3 separate regions of the Mus musculus genome follow, and regions 1 and 3 are each linked to region 2. Evidence: chromatin contacts called from public HiCAR-type and HiChIP or PLAC-seq data. All regions are on one chromosome and are shown on one strand. Each heading gives the region's core, a stretch centred on a gene start, on an enhancer-like site or on the middle of the called end of the contact. The rest is flanking DNA. Distances are from core to core; before and after follow the strand shown.

Evidence for each region. HiCAR-type assays count read pairs that join an accessible place to other places. HiChIP or PLAC-seq counts read pairs in DNA pulled down with a chosen protein or histone mark.
Region 1: a contact with region 2 is called in a FOXA1 HiChIP or PLAC-seq map of pancreatic cancer cells. The contact joins the promoter of Slc23a2 here to the enhancer-like site in region 2. A contact is called at or near these places in 5 of 39 promoter capture datasets (the HPC-7 cell line, the SN4741 cell line, cranial neural crest and 2 more), 5 of 484 Hi-C or Micro-C datasets (embryonic stem cells and pro-B cells) and 8 of 115 datasets of contacts at active chromatin or transcription factors (VIP interneurons, embryonic stem cells, epiblast stem cells and 4 more).
Region 3: a contact with region 2 is called in a HiCAR-type map of astrocytes, with 3 times the contacts expected there. The contact joins the promoter of Tmem230 here to the enhancer-like site in region 2. A contact is called at or near these places in 5 of 39 promoter capture datasets (the 3T3-L1 cell line, the SN4741 cell line, cranial neural crest and 2 more), 6 of 484 Hi-C or Micro-C datasets (B cells, adipose-derived mesenchymal stem cells, cortical neurons and 3 more), 4 of 115 datasets of contacts at active chromatin or transcription factors (astrocytes, craniofacial prominence, embryonic forebrain and 1 more) and 1 of 9 other capture datasets (embryonic stem cells).

What each region holds. Positions count from the first base shown.
Region 1 is chr2:132,143,565-132,146,940 of GRCm38.p6, reverse strand. It overlaps Slc23a2 (solute carrier family 23 (nucleobase transporters), member 2), which reads left to right and starts at 1,833. Exons shown (of 16, transcript NM_018824.2): 1 at 1,833-1,929. It overlaps Gm14051 (a long non-coding RNA gene), which reads right to left and starts at 3,362. Exons shown (of 3, transcript XR_866753.3): 1 at 2,356-3,362.
Region 2 is chr2:131,546,701-131,549,820 of GRCm38.p6, reverse strand. All of the region lies in intron 1 of Adra1d (adrenergic receptor, alpha 1d), which reads left to right. The region is part of intron 1 of Gm39938 (a long non-coding RNA gene); the gene reads right to left. Among named protein-coding and RNA genes, the nearest start is that of Gm39938, 10 kb to the right of the region's middle. Within about 2 kb of position 1,265, at least 49 of the 459 cell types and tissues checked have an H3K27ac peak or open chromatin away from gene starts, as enhancers often do. A contact at or near this core is called in the SN4741 cell line, adipose-derived mesenchymal stem cells, astrocytes and 2 more, where this site is marked.
Region 3 is chr2:132,246,220-132,249,621 of GRCm38.p6, reverse strand. It overlaps Tmem230 (transmembrane protein 230), which reads left to right and starts at 1,834. Exons shown (of 4, transcript NM_027478.3): 1 at 1,834-2,049. Pcna (proliferating cell nuclear antigen) reads left to right here. Exons shown (of 6, transcript NM_011045.2): 6 at 1-336. The coding sequence ends at 6.

The DNA.
Region 1 (3,376 bases), core at 584-3,083, 600 kb before region 2:
CTTTAGAAGCCCACACCTGAGAAATCCTTCCATCACCAACCTGGGTGGAAAAGAGTGGGACAGTCAGGAAGGCTGAGTGGCTTTATCACATAAAAACATCTCCAGGAGGGGGTTAGTCAATGGAATGTTACTAAGCCAAGGAAGGAAAAAAAAAAAAAAAAGATCTGTAAACAGGCAAAAGGATTTGGCACTTAGAAGGTCACAGATGACGTCTGAGAAAGCGGGAGACTGATGGTGCTTTATAGTGCTTGTTGAGTGCGGAGGGTGGGGGAGGAAGAGATGCAGGAAACCAGGGAGGGAGGGGGGAAACCCGGAGTGAGGTAGTGCTTTAGGATTGGAGGTAAAACTATAAAGGGGGAGTTAGGGAGTGGGAGACAATATATATGGGGGGAAATGAAGAAAAGAGATGAACTGAAAAGATCAGGGGTTCTTGATCTTGGAACAGGCCTTCTATTCCAAAAGGTTCCATATTGTGGAGCAGAACACACACATTATGTTTTTAAGGGTGGCTGGAAACTCTGGCATAGAAAGAGTTGTGTGCTTCTCTGGTGCTGGTTACAGAATCATCTCTTTTCTTCATCTTCAGTGAAGATGAAATACTAACCTATGGTCTTCCAGGGTATGCTGGATTTTACAATTCAACTTACTGTTTTTTAGGGTTTTTTTTTTTTTTTTTTTTTTTTTTGAGACAGGAGTCTAAGTAGCCCAGGCTGACTTCAAATTCATCGTCTTCCTGCCTCTGCCTGCAAAATGCCGGGATTACAGGTGTGCACCACTAAGCCTCACTGGTTTTATTTTAGTGTGAGACTTAGAGAATTATATATTGATTCTCTCAGCTCGTCCGCACTAGCCTACTTTATAAAATGCCCGTCTTTGCTGGTTACGGCATGCCTCTATTGATCAGTGTGCTACCAGTCCTCAAGACTGCCAAACATAAACAATTCAGGAATAAAATCTGCTTTTTGTTTTTAAAGATGAGGTCAGCTGTGGTCGACCATTCTTTATGGCTCTCCGGAGTTGCTTGGGGATGAAAGGAATTACTGGGTTAGAAAAACAACCAAGACAGTGGTTTCAAGATGGAAGACAGAAGAGAGAGCTAATTATTAGGGTTTTGTTTGTTTTGGTGGAGGTAAGAACGTGGTTTAGTTACAAGTTAGTATCTTAGACCACCGCCTGCAGCATCACCTAGAAACTTCCTGGAAATGCAAATTTCGAAGCCACACTTCAGTTTCAGCACCGCTGGGGGTGGTACCCAGTTTTAATGATGCCCCCCTGGGCAAGACTGCCCGGCCTAAGTGCTATGTGTTTATTGACACGCGGCCTTTTGACTCACAGCCTAAGTGCCCATCCAGCAGGCATTCCTTGGGGGGTACACTTGAGAAATACAGAATAGCAGGTTGCCCCCAAACCCGCTCTATCAGAACACACGCCCCAGAGAAATCAAGCCTGGTGTGTCTTCTCCCGCGTCAGCATAAGCAAGGAGGCTCTCTTTCCCCAGCGAGTTCGGAAGCCTGACGGCCCAATTGGATACGCCGCGAAATTGCTTTAAAGCGGGTTACCCACTGAGCCGGGTACACTGCACCCCTCTCGCTGTCACCCCACAGCTACTGCAGGGCTTGGGGTCCTGCAGGGTAGAAAGGAGGCTCTGAAGGGGAGAGCCTGCGAGCGTCGAGCATCCTAGGCGGCCCCCCCGGAGCAGGTGTGTGGGGAAGGGTCTGCGGCTCGGCGCCCCGGGGCGCGCGGGCGGAGCCGGGGGTCGGGCGGGGAGGGGCCGGCGCGCGGGGCGGGCGGCTGCGCGGCTCCCGCCCCCGGCCCGCCCCTCCGCGGCGCCATTTTGCAGGCGGCTGCCGCGGGGACCCAAGGCGGCGGCAGGCACTGCGGCGCGAGCGGTGCGATCGGCGGGACGCGAGCCCAGCGAGCTGCAGGCAGGTGAGAGCCGGGCCGCCGCGCCCCACGCCCCACGCCGGGTCCGCGGCAGCACCTGCCGGCAGCCCCGGTTGCTCGCCGAGCCCACGAGGCCGGCCCGCGCGGCCCCCGCGCGCTGTCACCCACCCGCGGCGCGGCCTGCGCCCCCACGCCGGCTCGCGCGGCCCGGCGGCCCCGGCTGCAGTGTCAGGCCGTGCGTCCCCGGCGCTCACTGCCGCCCCGCCGGGTGCCCCCGGGACAGCCACCGTGGGCTCGCCGTGCTGCGTGGCTTGCTGCGCGCCCCTCCCCAGGTGGTGCGCCCCGCATCCCCGCGCCCGGGGATTCAGGGTCAGCCCGAGGGGCGGGGGATGGCGGTGCTGTTTCCAGTCTGGCTTCCTTCCCTCTTTGCGGAAGGCGACACGGAGTAATTTTAGATGCCGCTGCACCAACCTTGCGACCTTTCACGCTGGCCTGCCCCGCAGGGGTCCGGGGTCGCCTTGTTGCCTGCGCTCTTGACCGAGAAATTGACATTGGAGTGTGATAACTTGAAGGTGAAGAATTGTCTTCATCGTTTGGCCGGAGATGTCCCATTAGATGTGTAGCCTATGGGAACTCGGCCTTCATTCCGGATGAGGGGCTTTAAGCGGGTCTGATGGGAAACTCCTGATTTTCAGCGCAAGGGGTGAGGGCAAGTGCACAGGGAAGAAAGTTAGCTTTTTGAAGGCTACTTGGGGTTGGGGCATTTGTAGTAGCTGTTAGTCTGCTTTTTGCGGTGCTGGGAGACCGGATGATGGCGAAGATGCTATCCCTTCTGACGCTTGGGTCCTCTGAACTAAGGCGGCCAGGGATGTGAGGATCTGGTATCTGAGTCCTGAGACAGCCTGGTTTGAGCTGTCATTAACTGGCCATGTGACTTCCCTTAGGCAGTTTTCTCCTTTCTGAAGGCTAGGCTAGGTGGCTGAAATTTTTCTGTTTTTTGTTTGAGTGCTATTGGGCTGAGGCCTCACCTGCTCCGTTTCTCTCATCTGCCCTTTCATCTTGTGTGACTTTGCTGGCCTGCTCCTTTAAGGTGTTTGACTCTGGTGAAGTTTGTGAGAGGCCTTCTTCACCTCTTAGAAGTTCAGGATTCTCTGCTGGGTTATAGTTGACCTTATCAGGGTCACTTTAGAACTACTCTCTATGCTTAGCTCATCCAAAAGTTAATAGCTTTGGGCAGTTGAGGCTGTCCACCGTGTTAGCACTCATGACACACCTGGTAGTTAGTTAAAAGGAGGCCCTGAGCATCCTCAGGCAGACATCAGCGAGGCATGAGGTATCTGTTCTCTAGACAATGTCTTTTGCTCAACTGTTAACTGATTCTTTCTTTTTATACCAGAGTATTTCCATCACCCCGACTCCCACCACTGTTTTATTCTTGTGGGAAGTAATTTCTGTAAGAAAGTAGGTGTTTGCCCGGCGGTGGTGGCACGAA
Region 2 (3,120 bases), core at 16-2,515:
GGAGTGAGCCCACTAGAACCAAGGAGGAGTGTGCCCGAGTACTGAGAGTGGTATAGCCTCAGCCCCAAGACTCCTGTATACCCATTGAGACTTTCATAGCCTTAGTCTGTACTGTGTTGCTATAACAAAATAGTTGAGATTAACAACCTTATAAAGAAAAGAGGTTTATTTGTCTCTCAGTTCTGATAGCTGGGAAGCCCAGACAACATCATCATCAGTATCTAGGAAGGGCTTATGGGAACAACACAGAATGGAAGAGAATGGAAGGGGAAATGGCAGAGTATAAGAGAAATAGATATATGTGGTGGTCTTGCTTTATATCCCAGTGTCATGAGAATTATCCCAGTCTTATAAGACCTGGCCCACTCCCACCAGACAGCATTAACCCTTCCATGAGAATGGAGCTGCCCCCGCCACCACCACCACCACCACCTACCTTCCACAAGGCCCCATCCATTACACATTGTCCCACCTCAATATGCACTGAGGGCCAAGCTTCCGCAGCACCGGTAACAAAGCTGATGCACTGATGGGGGATGAGCAGGTAAAGCAGCTGGTGGATCCACCAGCTGTCTCTGGCAGACTGCAACAAAGAAGCCTGAGTATCCTAAGCAGTATATCTGCACACCGTGGTTAGAAAGAGAGTAAGAACTGATTGTGGCAGAGGCTGTGGGGCCCACCTGTTTCCCTCAGATCTCCGGTTTGCACAGGCCCACTCCTAAGTGCCTGCCTGCATCTCTTACCCACAGGCTTCCGTAACTTACTCCTTTTTGCAGCCCATCCAAAATGCAGTCCATATAAGTGGGGAAATTTAATTAGTGAAGAAATCAGCTAGAGAATGATGGAGATGAGTGTTAGGTACCCACATCCCTCACCATTGGTGGGAAAACCCAAAACTCCCCTTAGGGGTTAAGCCTCAGTTTCTCACATTAGCAACTGACTTACCAGTCAGCAGCTACCCAAGGTGTTTCACTATCAGGCTAAACGCTTGCACTTGAACCCTGTCCTATCTCAGAGCTTGCTTCTGAGAAAACTCAAAGTAAGTCAGACCTCAAGGGAAGCAGAAGGAAATTGTTGGGGCTGGAAGCCTGCCTTTGAATCCCAGCCCCTTCGGGTGTGAGAAATTCCCTGTTCCAGGAAGACTCTGCAAAAGTCAGTTGTGCATAAATTAAAGTATCAATGTCTGCAGTAAGACTGGGACAGCACTAAAACATGGCATGCTGTCCACATATCTGAATAAAACCAGGCTGGCAACAACCACTGGACAACATAGTCCACTGATGTGTCAGCCACTGCTAAACAGAAAAAAATGCAGTCTGAGTCAGAATGGCATTTCCAGCATTTGGCTTGACTTTGCAGCCATTGAGGGATGCTATCCTTGAGGGTGCTCTTCCTGCAGGACAGGATCCTTCCTTCGGGCATTTTCCAGGGACTGCCTAACCCTTCTGCAGGGGGAAATAAGCCTTGCTGAGCCCTGGTACCCATAACCCCGCCGTATTTCAGCTACTGTTTCTGACCGCTCTCTAGATACAGTCAGTAAGTCCTTTCCCAAGTCTGTGGTACCTCTCTGAAAAGCCACAGGGCAGGGGAGGGATAAGTAGGGGTGGGTGAGTGGGTAGGTGGGTTGTTTGGTGGGTTAGTTTGCTTGCTGTTCTAAGAATTGAACCTGGGGCTCTCAAATGCTGCATGAGTTCTCTAGTACTGATCTATATTATCTCTACCCCAACACATTTAGATTAAAATCCTGCTAAGCACTGAGCCCTGAAATTTATGAATCCCATCCAGAGAATTATTATTGTCTCCAGCTCACAGAAAAAGAAAGTGAGGCTTTCAGTGGCCAAGTAGCTTGCCAGGGGCAGCATGAGCAGGTGGGAAAAGGCTGGGCTGTGTGGTGGGTACTGTCCTCTCCTTCCACCATCTCTTAGCATCAGGAACTGTTTCTCCATGTGGGTAGTAGGTGATATGCAAGGGTCTCTGCCATATTGGGGTAAATCAGGGGGAGAATTTGTCAGAGAATGCCATGCCTGGCCTTCTCTGTCTCTCAGATCTGCAGGCTTTGTCCAGAGTGACGCTTGTGCTGAGGATGAGATAGGTGAGAGGTGACCTCTAGGCAGCACCTTTGCACTCAGTCTCCTTCCCCTGAGAACGGCTTCCTTGGAGTCCGTATTGGGGATACTAATGGAGATATTTGTGGAAAACCAGGTCTTAGTGCCCGTTTGCACTTGTCTGGTGTTCTGTTCCCCCACCTAAAACCATCCCAGCTTTTCCTCAACACTTTCCCGGGCACAGCCCTACAGGGCTACATTTTGACAGCCATGGGTATTGTGCTCTGAACTGGGTCTCTCACCAGCTTAAAAATAACCAGAGCTCTAACTCCCCCACTGAAGGAAAGCTGTGCCTTAATTCAAGGTCCTCCATTATGGAGCCTAGATGAGATGTGAGCTCACCCTACAGGATAGCCACAGGCTCCGTGCCTGTCCCATCCTGCCTAAGTCTGAGATGGTTGGAAGCTGTCGCTGAGCCTACGATCAGCCCTGTGCCCCATTGGTAGTCACACTGTCACCCAGAGCCAGCACCACAGTTTCACGACTCCTCTACAGTACCGAGCACTGAGCAAACCTCTCCCTTTCTGTGCTTAGGCAGTAGAGTACACTGCAGAGACTGAGTGCTGTAAAATGCTGTACAAAAGATTGCTAATGAACTCATTTTGCTGGAAAAGGTTGTCAAAATATTTTTACGTGAGACTTGTAGCAGAATCGTACTTCCACATCAACGTCTTAAAGAACAAGACCTGCTGGCGTCCTCTAGAGACCGCCCTCAGCAGAGAGACCTCCACACTGGCGGCAGTAACTAGGCTCCGCAGCAAAGACTGGTGGAGCCGGTTTCTGGCAGTCTCTGGGCGGTTGCTGTAGTCTCCAGGCTCATGAGCCTGGCAGATGACAGCCTTTGTCCCCATCTTGGGGAACGTTTAGGGACATTGTTTCCACTTTTCGAGCTCAGGGCACACGCAGTCTCCAGTTTCTATACGAAACTGGCTGAATGTGGTTTGGTCTCTTTCTGGTTGGGATTCGTTGCCTGTGCCCAAATAGTTTTCTAACAGGTCGAACTCGGAAAACAAGA
Region 3 (3,402 bases), core at 585-3,084, 700 kb before region 2:
TCTTAGGCATTGCTAGAAATTGAGAAAACTAAACCTTTGAAGATTGCTCCTGAGATGCCAGCGTGTCCTGAGGTCTTTTCTGTCACCAAGTTTGTACCTGAGTATTCTTAAATATTAAAATAAAATATGTAGATATCTTCTGTAAATAACCTACTTTCTTTTCTCTCCATTCTCCATAATTTGCTTAAAGAATAAGCTCCAAAGTAAAAACTAGTTTTGTTAACATGAATGTTTCTGCTTTACAAATACTGGTGATTTTCATCAATGATCTTGACGCTAAATGCAGTTTTAAGAAATATTGTTCAATTTAAATAAAGTTAACAATTTGAAAAGTCATAGAGCAGTGCCGCCTTTGTACCATGGCTACTGAATAGTTATACCCTGTTAGGTAAATGGGCTTTTGTTCTCTCTTCCATCGTGGAGATAGCAATAAAAAAATGTTTCTCTTGAGTTTATGTAATTACGTTGTGCAAAGTTTTCTGGTAGCCTTGTTTGGGATGTAGCTCTTTTAAAATACAACTTTAATGGCAGTGCAGGGGGTGGGGTGGATAAATCTCTCCCTAGGCCAACCAGGACTACATACAGTCCATCTTGAGTGAAGCAAAGGCCCAAACTTCGTGGCTACTTGATCCAAGAAGGGTTAAAAAGGCCCTGTGGTTTTGATCATGATATGCTACATAAAACTAAAGAATATTTGAGTATATTTATTGTGTATGTGTGAGGCTCATGTGGGGGTCAGGACAATTTTATAGGAATTGGTATACCCCAGCACCCTGGCTTCCAGGGGTTGAATGAAGTTCTTCAAGCTTGGTGACAAATTATCCTACCTCCCCTCTCAGTTTTTATGTGTGTGTGTCTTTTGCAGGTATGAGTGAGCATGCGTGTGTTAACCTGGTTTGGTGTGGGGAACCATTTTCAGTTCTTGCTATATTTCAGCAGGATCTCAAACCATGGCTAGTATAGAGCCTGTTTGCTCTGTTCCGGGAGGCCACATTTGAAGGCCTTTAAATACTAAGCTCTATCTGTGGACCCCAAGATATTTTTCCTTTGTATTTCATGTTTGACAGTATGTAGACAATACAGCTTTGTTCTGGGAGGTTGTTGGTTAGAGCTCATGCCTAGTAGCTACAACTGTTCAATACTTTGAGCCAATTAAGTGCAGAAGGAAGTAGCCTGCAAATACTGCTCTCAGAGAACTCTGGAGTGGTGGGAATGCTTTATCAAGACGTCACTTTCATGAGGATGAATGTTAGAACTCAGCTGTGTCTGGTAGGTAGGACACTTACCTGGGTAGTGTTTAATAATCAGGTAGTAATAACAAGATTTTGGGGCTGTGAGAACGCTAATTAGTGAGTGGTGACCAGTGTCAGCATAGGGGTGTTTAGGACAGGGCAAGATTCCTGGTGGGTATCCCTTGTCCACCCCTCTGGATACCCAGGACTCTGCTGTGCACCGATGTGGCCATGGGGTCAGGACTGGAACCTCAACAGTTTTGCTGTGAACTCGATCCTGGTGGGTGAGACCCTAAGTACGCGCCCGCCCACCCTATGGAGGTAGCAGGTCCTGGTCACCAGGGCAAAAGCAAGCCGCTACCCGGTTGAGCATGGTGGCATTCGCCATTTGTCCCAGGCAAACCTTATGTTCGAGGCCAGCCTAATCAGCATCCTGAGTTCCAGGACAGCCTGCGCTACGTAAAGAAACGCTACCAAACATAAAACAAGACAGCAATGAAGCCCTCCAGCCATGTGCCCTGGAAGCAAGATTCGATGACACGATTTCCTGGTGACAGCACTTCCGGTGCGCCTCTATCCGCCACGTCACTTCCGCTGGGCTGTCCTTAAGACCGCCCCTTCCGCTTGGCTGTTGAGCGAGCCTTGCGAGCGCGCCTAACGGAGAACGGGGAGCGCAGCGCGGGTAGGGGGCGGGCGCGCGCTCCCGGAAGCCAGCCGCGAGACCTGGCCCTGCCACCGAGGCTGCTTCCCGGAGACAGTTAGTTCACGTTGGCGGCGGCGGAGGGCGACGAGAGGTTGTCCACAGCGCCACGCTTAGGTCCTTGTGGGCCCGGGAGGGTGGGCAGAAATCGTGGTGGGGCCGGTAAAAAGTGTAGCAGAAACTTGGGCTGATAGTTTTTTAAGTTGTCATTTACTATGTGATAACGCCACTCTAGAATCCCTTGCTAAGAAAAACAAATCTTCCCATTTCGTTGTCGTGCTGCAACGTTTTTGTTTTGGTGCGAGTTTATAAGTGGAAAGTACATAACTTTATAACTTGTAATACAAATCAGGCATGGTTTAATGCTTCGAAAATCCTGCTTATTGGTAGCTTCAACTTTTAGATATGAGGAATTAAACATGTTATGGGATGGCAACATCAAAAACCTAGTACCTAAGGTTTAGAAATGTAAATGGATTCCCGTTGCTCCTTTTTAGTACTTCTGAACTAGGATGTAATTAACCAAAACGCAGAAACACTTGACACCAGTTTTTTGCATGCTAGTTACTTAAGGTCGACTGTAATACCAGTGTCTGGCAGCTCATTAAGATCGAAAAAATATCACATGCCATTGTGGAGATTATGTGCAAAACATCACACCAGTGAAGGCCACTTAGTTTTCTTCTTAAAGATGGACTTTTTGCGTTTAGAATTCAAATGCCATTGCAAATAAAATAGTCTGTTTTGTTTACATAATTGTATGACTTTATAAAGAATCCACACATTTCATTTATGGTAGGGGAGAGTGTCTGGTCTTCCTATGTTGCCCAGACTGGCCTCCAACTTCGTATATCCACACCTTTCTTCCCAAGTAGTTGGGATTAGAGTAACCTACTGAAGTACTGAGCTTAAATTTCAAACTTTTAAGATTTAAACGTCATTGCTTTTAAATTTTACCTACTCTCAAATAATTCAGTAGTTATGATTTTTATTATGTCTGTCTGCTTTGAATAGTTTGAGTAAAACGGATTTTTAGATCCGTTTTTTCAGGAGCTACATGATGTGGAATGTAAACTCACTTGTTTCATGCTTGGGATGGGAGCAGAGAGGCAGGTGGCCGTGGATGTCTAGTGTGGTATGGATAGCCAGGGCGTTTCCCACATGGATAAGAATTTGTACATAGAACCGTACCACACCTAGAAGTAGACACGATGCTGATGTGTGTGTCATTCCTTATCCTCCTCCTCCTCCTTTCATGGCAGACAAAAAAGTTATGTGAATTTATGCTCCTGAGGAAAGTTAAGGGGTAGGCAGTACTGTAAGGGAGGGGTTGAAAATGTGAACATTGGACTTTAGAAAATTAGGCCAGAAACATCGGTAGCAGATTGAACAGAGCCTGATTCTTGGTGAAGTGCCTTTGGTGTCTTTCTGTGAAGTCAACCTAGATCCATAAAGGAAGCATGCTTAGTG